Linked DNA regions of Nothobranchius furzeri: region 2 is linked to region 1. A link is a contact called in public Micro-C data. All regions are on one chromosome and are shown on one strand. Each heading gives the region's core, a stretch centred on a gene start, on an enhancer-like site or on the middle of the called end of the contact. The rest is flanking DNA. Distances are from core to core; before and after follow the strand shown. Region 1 overlaps adgrv1 (adhesion G protein-coupled receptor V1). Region 2 holds the start of arsk (arylsulfatase family, member K).

What was found. A called contact is a pair of places that touch in the nucleus more often than the background predicts.
Region 2: a Micro-C map of tail fin shows a contact between it and region 1, with 10 times the contacts expected there. The contact joins the promoter of arsk here to the enhancer-like site in region 1. A contact is called at or near these places in 2 of 2 Hi-C or Micro-C datasets (skeletal muscle and tail fin).

Annotation. Positions count from the first base shown.
Region 1 is chr17:41,495,820-41,498,423 of NfurGRZ-RIMD1, forward strand. All of the region lies in intron 89 of adgrv1 (adhesion G protein-coupled receptor V1), which reads left to right. Among protein-coding and RNA genes, the nearest start is that of arrdc3a, 77 kb to the right of the region's middle. Within about 2 kb of position 1,317, at least 1 of the 3 cell types and tissues checked has an H3K27ac peak or open chromatin away from gene starts, as enhancers often do. A contact at or near this core is called in tail fin, where this site is marked.
Region 2 is chr17:41,574,160-41,576,763 of NfurGRZ-RIMD1, forward strand. arsk (arylsulfatase family, member K) reads left to right here and starts at 1,309. Exons shown (of 8, transcript XM_015972414.3): 1 at 1,309-1,538; 2 at 1,694-1,823; 3 at 1,912-2,071; 4 at 2,256-2,538. The coding sequence starts at 1,437.

The sequences.
Region 1 (2,604 bases), core at 67-2,566:
TATCGGTATCTGCGAGTACTCAGATCCAAGTATCGGTATCAGTTTAGACAAAAGTGGTATCGGTGCATCCCTAAGTGAAACATACTTGTTTGGCTCCTACAATTGTGGCGGGAAAATATTTACTCCCATTTTGAATTAACCATATAATTTGTAAAGTTGACTTCAGTTCCACCAGCCACACCCAGACCTGTAGAGAAAAAAAAAACTTCTGACAACATTAGTTGGCTAAAAGATCTCCAGAAGGTTGTCAGTTGTTGCCGCCATTATTAGCCCAACCAGCTGCTCATTTTAGGGCTCATTTAATTTTGACAGGAGGTTGGTTTGGATAGATTTTGTGTTGACTCAAGCTATCTCTGTCTGTGTGTGTGTAAGTGTGACAAAAAAAGCATAACGGTTTGATTTCTGTAAAAAAGAGACCTTTTCACAGCTCTGTCTTTTTATCATTTTTATTATTTCTGTGAAGTTCTTTGAACCTCTGGCATAAACTGTATTGATGGATAATTAATATAACAGCGTAGTTTCTATCCAACTATAAACAGGTGGAAAGTGTCAGAATGTTCATCAAAATAATGGAATACTCAAAAAGACGTTGTTTAGTTATCGAGAAAACGTGTTGAACGTCTGATCGGTTTTAAAGACTGGTAGTTTGCTGGTAGAATCACAAAATATATATTTTAAAATCATATCTTCATTGTTAAGTAAATGTCTTTTCTTAACCCTTTGATTTTCTGGTCAACCATTTATAGCCCCTAGATCATATTGAAGCATGACCTAATATGAATAAACTAGAATAAATTAATACAAAAAAAATTCTATTTGGATGTTTGAATTAAAAGCTCAAATTAAAAAGAAGTGCTTTAATTCTTTGTTTGCATTTTAAAATATCTTTAATTAATACTTCAAATCAAAAATGTGCGCAATAAAAGCAGCAGTTTTCTCATCACCTTTCAATAAAAAGGTCTGAGGGTTATGTGTTTGCAGCAAATACTCAGATTACAAAGGTTCTTTCGTGTGCAGTACACTACTTCTTCACCAGCCCTCTTTTTTCTCACTGCTTCTGAAGCATTGGATGGAAATATTTGTGCACAGACACACATATCCAAGAGCTAATGTAGGAATCCCATCCATTGTGATCAAACGACCCTTCACTTCCCACACGACTCCCAGTCGGTGGCTCTTTATTCAAGCATCAGGGAGGGGTTTGGGCCACTCTTAGTTCCAGTAATGAAGTATTTCCTGTTAGTTCTTGAACTGAATCCAGCATTCTGAGGTCTGCTCGTCCGTACACGAGCACTGACACTCAGACAGTTGTACAAGCTCTTGTGCAACGGCCACCATGGTCACTTCCTGTTTATGAGCTAAACACTGGCTCACTGATTGCTTTTGGCTGTACGTGTTTGTAGAAGTCACGTTTTAAACAAACATGCACGCAGTTGCTTGGCTTTCCTAAAAGGAAGCCTGAGCTGACCAAGACCTTGCCATTTTTGTCCAGAACACCGGATAAACTCTCTCCTTATCAAGTACTTTCTTAAGAATGTTTATCGGTTCCAATCATGTCAAATCAAACCTAAATCAAAAGAGAGAGAGTGTTAGCGTGGGTCTGGGTTTGAGTCCTTCTGACGTCAAAGGACGCTGCTATCTTATTGTGTTTGAGGCCTAAAGATTTGGGGAACAAATAGAAACATCAAGAGAGTGGAGAGAATGAGGAAAAGGGAAAATAGTTTTTATCACTCCCTCTCTTTTTTGCTGCCTTAAATGTGTTTTATGCGTCAGGATTTCGTTTTTCCAAGAAGTAAAAAATCAAAGATTAAAAAAAAGTTAACTAAGTGTCCTTGACAAGATTTTAATGCAACTCTAAGGTCTTTCCTGTGTGTCAGCCTGAGCCTTTAGCTGGCAGATGATGAAAGGGTATAAAGTATCAGCAGTCAGAGCCGTGTGTGTGTGTGTGTGTGTGTGTGTGTGTGTGTGTGTGTGTGTGTGTGTGTGTGTGTGCGTGTGTGCGTGTGTGCGTGTGCGTGTGTGTGTCTTTTGGGAGATTCACGTTACATTTTACTGGATAGTCAGATCCGATGAGTCTAGTGTCTCCTCCTCACAATGTGACTCACCTCTGTTGACATCATCATCATCATCATTATCATCATCATCATCATCATGATTCTCTGTGACCTTCTCTCTTACTTCTTGTTTTAAAGTAAAGCTAAACATTAGTTATTAACAAATCCTCAGCTTTTTTTAGACCAAATTTTTAAACCATCTCACTCCCTTGTATTGTTTGCCCCCTCCCCCCATATTTTAACTCAGTTTAATGAGTTATGCACATTTAGTGCTGTTGGATACTTTTTACCGAGTTTATGACTAAGGTCACCTCTCCAGATCCGAGCTGGAAAAATGTGCAACAACACGCTGAATTCGTGTTATTTTCTTGACCCTTCTGAACTCTGGCAGTTACACATTTATTAATTTCCAAATGTGTTTATATCCCAACAGCTACTGACCTTTGGATACATAAACTTCCCATCTTTTCAGGGAAGCCACTGTCCAAATTCTTCTACTGCAGAAGGATGAAGATATAACAAGCTGATTAGTTCTTTTGTATTTCTAGTT
Region 2 (2,604 bases), core at 59-2,558, 78 kb after region 1:
CACCTTCTCGCCTTCTGGAACAAGGCAGGCAGAGCAGTGTGAGGCAAAGCTCACATTCATCCAGCCGCCCTGCAAGTATGGTAAAAGCACCTGAAACACCGCATAAAGAAATATTTGCAATAGTCCTGGGTGAGGCTTTTGGGGCGAATTGTAACATTAAAAATATCAATTATCAATATAATAATAAGATTTAGTCCAGTCTGTACATAGTCCACCTCAATATTTGAGTAAGTATTTTTTAAAATCACACAAAACGTGTGAATTTTGTTTTTATTTTGGAGCCACAGCCTGCAGGCTTATTGTGAACACTTTACACAACGCTTTTACATAATCAGAGCAATGTCATTGTAAAATCCAAAGAGCTGCATTTTGCATGATGCACACGGCATAGGGCTGTTCAGAGTAGATGTATAGAACATGCATATTAATTATAAAACTAAAAACAGATCATCTGTGGTTGTAACTCATATACCTGACCCATTTTGATTGTTATTTAACTGATTCTGATCCGTGTATGTTGAGAAGACTCTTTCTCATTGTGTTGAGCTCCCAGTTTTCAGAAAAACAACTCGTGACTCAAAACGCCACCTAGTGGCAACCAATGTTCCCACTATGGGCTGCAGCAGAATCACCTGTTGATCTGCAACAATACCAATGTTCTTTACTTTTAATCAGCCAGTATGGGGATGCTGCCCGAAAGGTAATCAGGCATTATTGTCCTGACGGGGATTTTTTATTTTATAATTTAGTATTAACAAATGCCATTTACCTCCAATTAAATCCAATAAACTTCATAGATTCCCTGACACACCATATGTAATGCCATTTAGTGCATTCATTAATGTTTTTTTCCCATATTACATAAAACACATCTGGAAAGCTGTTTACTTTATCTATACAAAGGACACATTGACATGCACCTTAAACGTTAGGATGTCAATAGATACAGGTGGGATGACTGCAGTGCCAGCTCAGCAAAATATTAAAAAAATAAATAAAAAAACAAACGTTTAATGCCTAGTTGCATGCTGCCCTCTAGTGTCCACTTTGCCGCTGAATTAAAAAGATGGGACACTCTTCTAGCAATGTTTATAATTTATTAATTCGTGGTACTATACTTTTATGCATGAATTGGTTAATGAACGATGGATTTTGTTTGAGTTTTATTTTATTTCAGTTCCTTCTAAATATCAGTTTCATTCTTTGTCCCCATGGACACGAAACAACCCCCCCACCCCCCCTTTTTTTATAGTATACTTTTATTTTGAAATCATGACCAGGAAGTAAATACAATACCTCCCACCGACAGCGCGGTAGTAAAAATAAATTATTTAAAAAAGAAAAAAGACAACACGTTAGGGTAAAACCCGTGAAAAGCCTCAGTTTGGGAATTTTTTTCTTTACTTTTAGATATCTGTTGGAGTTCCGAGGAAAACATGAGCATCTTTATGTTGGTGTTTATTTTCGTCCTCCAAATTTTTTGTGACAGCCAAAATATTTCCAGACCAAATATCGTTTTGGTGATGAGTGACGCATTGGCAAGTAGAATCACATCTTTATTTCTTGACGTATCCTCCAGTGACTGAATCAGAGTGGCAGGATCTAAAATTGAGATGGTTAACAGTGTGTGTGTGTGTGTGTGTGTGTGTGTGTGTGTGTGTGTGTGTGTGTGTGTGTGTGTGTGTGTGTGAAGGATGGCCGATTGTCCGTTGATCCTGGCAGTAGACTTGTACATCTTCCATACATTAACTACCTCAGGGAGCTCGGCTCAACCTTCCTCAACGCTTACACAAACTCCCCAATCTGCTGCCCCTCAAGAGCTGGTAGTTTTCTCAAAGTGCGTTTGAAATGCCCTCTTTTGATTGTAATGTAAAAGTCACTGTTTGCATTGTATATCAACATTTTTCCCAGCTATGTGGAGTGGTCAGTTTGTCCACCTGACTAAGTCTTGGAACAACTACAAATGCTTAGATGCGAATGCAACCACATGGATGGATTTGCTGGAGAAGAATGGATATCGCACCAAGATGATGGGCAAGCAGGATTACACCTCAGGGGGTCACTCCGTCAGGTGAAAGTTGTTTCAGTGATGATGGCAATTATTTTTGTTAATGTGAATATCCTGGAAATAAATAACTTTAATTTATAATTCAACTAAAACCAGTTTTGCACCTATATCCACAACATTGATTGAACTGCTTCTGGCATACGTTTCACATTTCTTTGAACTTCCCATTTCTGTGCATCTGTTGCAGTAACCGGGTCGAGGCATGGACACGAGATGTTCAGTTCCTGCTGCGCCAAGAGGGCCGGCCTGTTTCTCAGCTAGTTGGGGACATGTCAACTGTAAGGATTATGACACAAGACTGGAAAAACACAGATAAAGCTGCACAGTGGATCCGTCAGACAGCTGCAGTATCGCACAAACCCTTCGCTCTTTATCTCGGCCTCAATTTACCTCATCCCTATCGAACGGACTCCCTCGGGCCTAACGCTGGAGGCTCCACATTCAAGAGTTCACCATACTGGCTCACAAAAGTATACCTTTGTCTGATTTATTTTACATATAATCTTGAAAATCCTTTAAGTGAGTCACTTAAGCAG